Linked DNA regions of Rattus norvegicus: region 1 is linked to region 2. A link is a contact called in public Hi-C data. All regions are on one chromosome and are shown on one strand. The core of a region is the stretch at or near the end of the contact, and the rest is flanking DNA. Distances in the headings are between cores, read along the strand shown.

Region 1 (4,953 bases), core at 47-2,546, 170 kb before region 2:
TATTGACTCTATTAAGATTAGTGATAATTCTTGAAACTCATAGAAAATGAATGAATAAAATGTAACAGAGAGCACACACATTGGTTTAAGATTGCTGTTGGGTCACTAGTAAACGGTTATTGTGTGCAGAGGGTAAGCTGAATCGGCTACCAGATTGTGACAGATTGCTACACTTTATCCTGTAGTCAGCGTATACCTGTTTACATATTTAGTCTATGTTCAAAACTTGAACAAAACTAATCCTTTTAGATGGTTATTTTTACCTTTTAAATATAGTGAGAATAAACTCATCTTTAAGATAAGCATGTGTGGCATCCTTGAATTTGGGAAAAACCCATTGAATTTCAAAGTTTAAAGATTATAAGAAAGATGTCGAACCTTTTTCTGATACTTATCTAAACTGAACTGCTCATTCCAATCATTGGTGTCATATTTTACGGTATGCTGTTTTATTTCAACTTGATTAAAAACATTGACTCCTAGGCTGGAAATTAATACACTTTTAAATTTTCAATGTAGCCAATGTAATGTTTTTGGGTTTTAGTAAAAATAATGAAAATAGAAACGATTAGTCGGTTTAAAAAAAACGCTGACTTAGGCATACATTGACAAGTTTTGCAGCTTTTAATTTTTCTAAACTCTACTTAAAACGTTGAAATGGAAGCTCAAGAAGACAGCTTTAGACCAAAAATAGTCATCACTTAGGACTTGAGTGTGGTGTGGTGATGCGGCACTTCTTTCTATAGTCCCAGCACTTGGCAGGAGGATTTGTGAATTGGAGACCAGCAAAATCTCTTGGTATAAGGGTTAGGTACTGAGTCTCATTCATCAAAGAAATAAGAAAATGAAATCTGCTAGATAACTACTGTCTGGCAGAGAACTGGCCATTGATTATACCTCACCCCTACTCCATGTTTCTCCATGACTTAGAATCTACAAGCCAAGGATGCTCCGGTACAGCCCACCTCCCAGGCAACACTGACTCCGCCCAGCTGGTCAGACAGGACCCGCCCTCTTTAGGCCTCCTCTGCCAAAGCCTCCCTGTCAGTTTGCATCAGCCCTTCTTCTCATTCCCATAGTCCCCATCTTGCCAAAATTTATGGAAAAGGAAGAACTGGAACGTGTAGCAGAGGCCCAGGAGTGGAGACGAAGGCGGTGGTGGTGCGGTCCGTCGAGATGGTTCTTCAGGCATCGCTCGGACAGCTCCAGGGGCGCAGGCCCCCGAATGACGAGAGGGTCCTAGCGCCACAGTTCAGCGCTCTGATTGGCTGTTCGCCGCATCCACTGAAGGAACCCGGATGTGCCTGTGGAGTTGTGTTGGCAATCTGCGCGCCGGGATTTGGGCACTCTTTGGGTGCCTAGGGCTAGGCGGATGGCTCAGGGTTGGGCTGGCTTCTCTGAAGAAGAGCTGAGGAGACTAAAGCAGAATAAAGGTAAGGTGTATATCCGTGTGGGTGTGGAGTCTCGAGTCTGAAGGACAGGAGGCCTTCCTAGTGGGTGAGGGGGCGTGGGGGCTGGAGCTGCAAGTGGAAGGACAGGAATCGTGGGGCTCCCAGGTGGCTGTTTTAGCTGCAGAGGCCCCGAGGGTTTCTCTTTTAACATCCGCTTTCTGATGATTTAATATACCCCTGTTTAAAGAATTGAGGCTAGGGAGAGAAAGCGAAGCCAACACCAGAATGGCTCGTCAGGGAGGACTGTAGCACAAATCAATGGTTGCAGACTTGGCGTCAGGGTGACTGAAGAGTAGCACTGCATATATATACAGCATCATAATTGCGAACTTATAAAAAGTTATTGCGAAAGGGATCATGAGAGTGAATAAGCGTGAAAGAGGTGGTAATTTATGATACATCTGTATTACGTTTACTTCTGGCTACCGGATGAATTTGCACATCTTTCCAGTTTTGGGGAATCGCAAACCAAAAGGGTTTTTGAGAGGTTAAGATTTGAAGTGCGTGTATGTGTTTGTGTGCACGAGCACAGTGCACTCACATGTTTGTCTTTACTGCCTTGAGAGACAGCCAAAATCTAGTGCTCTCCCCAGGGCTTTATGGAATAATTATAGATCAATATATGGCCTTGCTACAACGCTACTTCTGATTCATTAAATTTTCTGGTACTTGGTAGGAAACGATGTAAAAACGCTCTTGACCTGTGATTGAAACTTCACAAAGATGTCTGTGCTAATCTTGGTAGTGCCCATCACTTCTGTGAGAATTTTCTGCCACTATTAACGTTATAAAAAGTATATTTTATTTAAGGATGAAATTAAATAAATTCTTCCATGTCTGTAGTTTGTGAGAAATTTGGATAGGGCTCAGGTACACTGTAATTTTTAGCCTAGATATGAGAATTATTTAGGGCTGACAGGTGCAAAAGGAGGTAAGTCGCTAACATGAGGTCACTGTGCCTTATATACATTTGGGGGAAATAGGGTTGGTCTAGGGATCTTTTAAAACTCTCATGAAATTATCATATCAGATGTGTCCCAACTGATTCTGTCCAGCTGGGTGGTTTCAGGTTCTTTTGTTCTGTGAATCATTCTTCATTCACATACCTGTGTCTAAAGTACAGGCATCTAGATCTGATCTGACTCCGTTCTCAGCATCTGCTTTTGAATTAGGTGTGTGGTCCAGGGGCTTCTTCCGTCCTTGCCAACAGGGATGCTCACCTGTCATGAAATATAACTTCTGCATCAGAGGTGTTAAGATGAGCAGGACATCTTTGCCTTTAGAGACCTTGTAGATTAATGAGACAGACCGTGAAATACTGTGGGGGTAGATATTGACCAAGTGTTAGCCACAGAGCAAGTTCATGCTGAGGATTTAATGAACTCTGGGAATATTTCATGGAGGTTAAATGTTGTCTTTAACTTGCCAGGGTTTAATGTAGGGCTCCCATATGTTTGTTATCTTAAAAAAAGTATATTTTAACTATTTCTTTAATTTGGATATGGTTAGAAGTTGATAAGAACCTAAACTTCAAGGCCTGTCCCTTGGTCATGAAACACTAGACTGCGTTTAAAATCACCCATATGACATCTGAGAACAGAAGTATCTTCCCACCTTTATGTAGCCTTAGCGGAACACTGTGATCAGCACAAAAATACCAAGTCTTCTACCTTGGGCTTCCCATTCCTAAAGCTGCAGAAATCACGTCCTCCTTGCAGCTGTTAAGAATACAGTTAAATAATCTAGGAAGATGGGATCCATTGCCAGCAAAAATAAGTACAGGGTGCTTTTGAAACACTTGAATGCATATGCAGTCAAGAATGTTCTTAGCCACTTTGTTTATAATATTCAGAAGTTAGAAATAAACCAGTTGTTTACTAGCAAGCGAGAGGATACATAATACAGTTGATGGGACTGTATTAATCATTAGCTACATTCATTAATAATGAGTTTTATTTTTAAAAGGAACAGGTTTGCGGCTGAGTAGATAATGGCATAGTATAGTTTATATAGGAACAAAATTAGGTAAAATAGGCGTCCTTTAAGACTATCTGAAGACTATCAAAGAAGTGAAATAAAATTGTGATTGATAGAGAGGCGAGGGTGTGTGATGGGGAGGGAGAAATACATACAGCAGCACTGGTAATTAAGAAATTAGGCTAACAGTTTTAATAAAAGCAGTAAAGAAAACCTTGGAAACATAGCCAGTTGTTTAAAATAATGAAGGTTTATTTTTCAGTCTAGTGTCATGTAACATGGGTTGCCAGGTGAAACTGATACACAGTCATCCCATATCATCTTTTGATGCTGTCACACGGCAGTTATTTTTGGCAGGAAGAAGAGAAGATTGGAACTAGAACATTGGTAATTAAATGCTTTCTCTGGCAAATAACTTTGATAAAAAGTAAGTCAAATCATTTTATGGAACGGAAACATTTGTTATATAATGAAATGTTGTCACAGGGAGACGGGGTATGTCAACTATAGTCATCGACATCTTAAACTGAATTATTTTCACTCACACAGATTAGAAGAGTGTATGGCATACATATACCCCAATAAGTATGATGTATGTATACACACATGATCTGTGGCTGATTTCATATGTAAAGAAATGGAAGAATGCAATACAAGTATGCTGTCAGTTTTAAGATAAATATTTATTTCTATGTGCCCTTTATTATTCCTTTCTACTCATTTATTTTATGGTGTGAGCCCTTTGGCCATAGCATGGGTGTGGCAGTCAGAGGCTGTCTTTTAGGAGTCACTTCCCTCGTTCTACCCTGTGAGTCCTAGGAGTCAGCACTCAGGTCTTCAGGCTTGGTGACAAGTGCATGTACCTGCTCAACCGTCTTACCCACTGCCTTTATTCTTGATAGTACGAGTCCCGTTCATCTCTTTGTTTTATTTAGTAATTTCCTTGCTATTCTTAACAGTTTATATAATAATTTTTAAAAAAATTTTTACCAAATTTTAGGGGATAGGAATTTGATTAGAATTGCATTGAATCTTTAGATCAGTTTGGAGATATTTAGTATCATCATGGAAGGGTGCATGTGTGTCCATTTATTTGCCGTGTAACAAATTTTAGAATTTTTTCCCATATAAATTTTGAATGTTTTCTGTTGTTAGATTTTTTCTTCCGTAGAGTTATGACCATTTCTGGCATTGAAATTAATTATCATGGTATCTTTAATTATCATTTCTCTTATAGTATGTGTGAATATAAAAGAAATAGTAGATGTTTCAAAGAAAAGGAATATGAATGTATGCCAACCATCAACAAGAAGCAGAGCATTAGAAATCAGAAGCACAGTGAGGTACCACCTTATGCCCTCTTGTTTGCCAAAGTTAAAACATTAAACAAAACAATACCATGCATTAAAATGGATTCTTACACATTGCTGGACAAAATGTGTTTGGAAAGCAGTTTAACATCTAGTGTTACATGTTGTCACCCAGTACTTTGGGGGTAATATCCAAGGCAAAATTTAACAGCCAG
Region 2 (4,847 bases), core at 2,204-4,703:
CTCTGCAGAAAACCGAAAAGAGAAGTTCCATGTAAACTGTAGTAAACATGTAATTTACAATAACCAAGATATAGAATTAGCCTGGATGCTCTCCAATAGCTGATACAAAAGATTCAAAATGTACAGAGTGGAGTTTTGCTCAACTACAATGAAGGATGAAATGCCATTTTCAGGAAGCTGGGTGGAGCTTGAGACCCTTTTGAGCAAAATATTACAGCATATTTTCTCTTATAATATATGTCACCACTCTAGAGGTGGGACTCGAGAGAATGGAGCAGACTAAAGTCTCATGCAATATTCAACTTTATTCAGGATCCCAGACAATTTACACTCTGAGGGTTAAGAAAGGTCCCATGAGTAAAGCTCTCATGAGTTCAAGGTATCTACAGTCACAAGGACAAGTGTCACATAGCAAAAATCATGCATTTACATAGAGGCATATAAAGGATAATCTAATATTTAATTGAATACCAACATCAAGCAGTAACAAGTAATCTGAAGTAAACTCACCACTATCTGCTACACCTGGGAGTAACACAAAAACACATCCCAAGAACAATTTTATGTTTTGAAGAAACTGAGATCACAGGACTCTTGTCTTGTTTCCTTGGAGTGTTCTCGCAAGCACTTGAAAAGTCTCCTAGTCTCCAAAGATGTTTACCTTTCTGGACTATGTTCCAGCAATCTAGAATCTAGATTTATATGAATATGTGTGTATACATATATATGTAGATATACATATACTATTTATGTATATCTACATATATACTAGAAATAGATGTATATGTTTACATAATATGTTATATATGTATATATTATATGTGTACATATATATGTGACAAGATGTTATAAAAGGGGAAATAGTAGGAAAAGAAAGGGAGTACAAGAGATGATAAGGAGAAAGAACAAACACATATATTATACATCTTCTTTCATATGTAGAACCCAGATTTAACAATACTGTGGTTGCAAGACAGCATTCCTGGGGAGACATGGACACACAAATATTCTGCAGGGCCAGCTGAAGTTGCTCATCGAGAGTCTGAGCCCAGCTTTAGATATCACTTCAGGCATTTAAAGTTTGGAATTCTGACCAAAAATCACCACAAGTCCACTTTTCAGGGATTACATAGGCTTCTTCAGTTTTGATTGATTGATGGGTGGCTAAGAAGGTCACTGCAAAACGTGACTATGCAGATGGCATGTCAGCCCTGCATGCCCAGGCTCACTTTTGGTACACGAGGTGGCACTGCTCAAAGGCAGATCATGTAGTTTTGCTCTTCCTGTATTGGAGTGTCTTTCCAAAACAGAAACCTGTACGACTCTGAAAAAGGGTTTACTCTGGCTTCCAGTTTAAAGCTACAGTCCACCATAGTGAGAAAGGCACAGCATAGGGGGACTGAAGAGGTTGGGACGCCTTGTATCCACACTCACAAACAAGAGAGAAGTGAGTCTCTTCTCTTTCTCTCTTTCTCTCTTTCTCTCTTTCTCTCTTTCTCTTTTTCTCTCTTTTTCTCTTTCTCTCTTTCTCTTTCTTTCTCTTCCTCCTCTTCCTCTTTCTCTTTCTCTTCCTATTCCCCTCCCCCTCCCCTCCCCTCCCCCTCCCCTCCCCTCCCCCTCCCCTCCCCTCCCCTCCCCTCCCCTCCTCTCTCTTCTCCTCCCCTCCCCTCCCCTCTCCTCCCCTCCCCTCTCCTCTCCTCTACTCTCTTCTCCTCTCCACTCTTCTCTTTCTCTCCTTCTCTACTCCTCCTACTATTTAAGTCAGAACCCTAGCTCTTGGAATGGCACAGCCCATATTCAGGGAAATCTACTCTCCTCAGTTAAACCTCTCTGAGAAGACCCTGATAGATGTGTTTATCTCCTAGGTAATTCTAAGTTCAGTAAAATAGACAATGAAGATTAAACATACTAATTTTTTTTTGTCTAAAAGACTGGTGTCTGGCAGCACATCAGGTTTGTGAAAAACTACTATGTATTGTTAATAACATAGGTAATTCTATTGATGGTAAAGTGAAGCACCAAATGAGATATTTAATTTTAGTTTAAAAGAAAGTTAGAAAAGACAATTAAGAAATATTATCCTTATAAATTTTGATAATGGGAAGTTATTTTGAAATATTATCTCTTGGCATACATTAGTTCACGCAAATAACTGAAAATCCTTACCAAAAGTAAAATTTGTCTGTCTTCAGAGACTAGCATATAGGTATACTTGACTTTAAGGCCTGAAGGACATTGACTAGGGTCTGAAAATAGGGAAATGGTGATCATGATAGGTACTTACACCTATCTTAGTGAATTTGCTCATATGTTCATTTTGATATTTCTTGAAAGTTAAACACAATTTCTTACTGGTGGATGATAATGCTGGCATAAATTACAAACAGCAATGACTCCCCAATATGATACAATTTGCTTATATTTCATAGCAATGTGAATTATCTTGTCAAATAAGATCTCATGCTGCACTCCAAAATGATGAAGAAGAGGAGGAGGAAGAGGAAGAAGGAGAAGGAGGAGGAGAAGAAGAAGAGGAGGAGGAGGAGGAAGAGGAAGAGGAAGAGGAAGAGGAGGAGGAGGAGGAGGAGGAGGAGGAGGAAGAAGAAGAAGAAGAAGAAGAAGAAGAAGAAGAAGAAGAAGAAGAAGAAGAAGAAGAAGAAGAAGAAGAAGAAGAAGAAAGCTGAGGGGTTGCTCATAAGATTCAAAAAATTAAATGGTATTCTTCATACTATGAAATATGAAAGCCAGAAGATAAAACCACACATTAACCTCTCAAATTATTCTACCAAAATGTGCTGCTCTACTGACAGATACAAGTCTGATTGTTGGTAGGGGCAAAGCCTAAGATAGGAATCACATATTGGCTCATCTCCTGGAAGATGGAGCCTTCAGAAATCCGAGTTACAAAATGGTGACATCTACATTTCATTCTGAATGTAAATCCATCACCTGTATGAAGACAGATTTCTAATCTCCTCTTTACACTAGATTTTCCTTGTCTCAAAGCCAGGGAGACATCACAGCAGCATGAGCGAGTCACAAGCTTTGGGAATTCCTACCAGTGCTGCCCTGTGGATACACTGTGGACTTTTCAATTCTCCGATTTCTTTAAACTTTTAAGTCTTTTCATTGAAAAACAGAATAAGAGGAAAAAAGAAAAGAGAAGAGGAGAAGTCAGCTATCTTGCTTGTTGGCAGTCCTATCACACAGAACCAAGAAGAAGACTATTAATGGTGATGCATTTCCCTAATGACACTGGAGCATCTGACCTATAGTTCTTACAGTGGCTTCACGTTGTGCTGCCCAGCTTGAACTCTTAAAAACCTCCAGATTGCTAAACCAAGCATCCTCCAATTTTGCCAAGGAAAATAAATCTATTTTCCTATTTCCTGTGCTCTGTCAGGGTTAAAAGCCATAAAAGGAAGCCAAAATTCCTCCACAATAGGCTCACAGACCTAAGGAGACCATTATTTTCAATGTAGAAATAATCTTCCTTGAACCGATGTTCTTGCTGGCCACATTGAGCATTGAGAAATCAGGGAAACCTTTTTTGAGGAAACAACATTGAATTGATTGAGGAATTTGACCTGAGATAACAGGAAGTGGTCTTCAATTACTGTCTATAGCTCAGGATGGCATTGGTAGACCACTCTGATGAAGGTAGGTGGGGGTTGTGTGTAAATCTTGGGGACAGTGACTACTTGAGATGCTTAGCTAAAGCAAAGCAAGGTTTACCCGCCATTCCTCACAGGAAGACAAAGCTAGCCTGATGCCAATGGACTTCTCTGAATTTCCTCTCTTTCCAAGGCAGGGGAGCTCAAGTTAGGAGAGGCTAGTTCAACACTTTTCAGAAGCCTTCAGTGCAAACATATTTCATCCATTAGGGTAATGTTTTCCTCAGGCTTGGCCAGGAATAAATCCCAACCTTCTCCCCTTAAGATCCCAAGGACACAGCTGATTTGTTTTCAGTTGGGGCAATGAAATGTTTAAATGAGAAACACATGTCCGTTTGGTCTGGAGAGGACACGTTAGGCAGCTTCCTTCTTGTTTATGAGGGCCTCCATGCAGCCATAACCTGACAGCCGCAGACACTCTAAACCTGCGACTTGCAATTAACTCCTAGTAATAATTCCTTCTAGGGTCCGGGTACATTTTAATTCGATGTAAAGTGATCATTATCTAGTATAAGCTTTCAAGTGCTCTTCAGTTTAAAAGAGGGGGGTGCTCTTGAAAACCTTATTTAATCGTTGCCTTCCTCTTTCTTGGAACACAAATAATTTGACCAAAGTGCTCCACCCAAATGCCCATGAGCCCATAATGCTGTCTGTTTTAGATAATGTATCCCTGTGGGTTTTTCTTTTCAACATTAAAAAAAAATCTGATTTTTTTTCTAATCCTGAATCCCAAGCAAAATCTCCTGAGAAAACTAAACTTAATAAAGAGAGGTTGCCAAGTTAGAGGATTCTCAGGAAATGATCACATAGGAGAGTTTGAGACTGGCACTTTAGCTACCTGGGCAGGGGGATGAGAAGATGTACAGCGAGAAAGGACCTTGATGTCAGCCCTGCCTGGAACTGCTAACATGGTCCCGATGTGTGTCCATGGCCCCGTGTGCAGCTCATACTGAGTCATTCTTGTAAATAAATTAAATCCTGGTAGGCTTAATCAGAGTCTTTGTCATGTTCTTTGGGTAGTGTTTCAAGAAATAATAAGAGTTTGGAAACAGAAATGATCTTTAAATTGTTCTCACCAGCATGTGATTCAGTTGCTATTCATGTTAGCTGATATGACCATCAGCGTCTTTCAGTATCCTAAATAATGTTCTCTGGTGTTTTCTAGTGTCTGTA

What was found. A called contact is a pair of places that touch in the nucleus more often than the background predicts.
Region 1: a contact with region 2 is called in a Hi-C map of the A7r5 cell line, with 4 times the contacts expected there. The contact joins the promoter of Gorab here to the enhancer-like site in region 2. A contact is called at or near these places in 4 of 12 Hi-C or Micro-C datasets (the A7r5 cell line, the Rat2 cell line, Schwann cells and 1 more) and 1 of 1 datasets of contacts at active chromatin or transcription factors (oligodendrocytes).

What each region holds. Positions count from the first base shown.
Region 1 is chr13:78,291,831-78,296,783 of GRCr8, reverse strand. Gorab (golgin, RAB6-interacting) reads left to right here and starts at 1,296. Exons shown (of 5, transcript NM_001100563.1): 1 at 1,296-1,433. The coding sequence starts at 1,373.
Region 2 is chr13:78,127,252-78,132,098 of GRCr8, reverse strand. It overlaps the pseudogene LOC103692020. Among named protein-coding and RNA genes, the nearest start is that of Prrx1, 74 kb to the left of the region's middle. Within about 2 kb of position 3,453, at least 6 of the 93 cell types and tissues checked have an H3K27ac peak or open chromatin away from gene starts, as enhancers often do. A contact at or near this core is called in the A7r5 cell line, where this site is marked.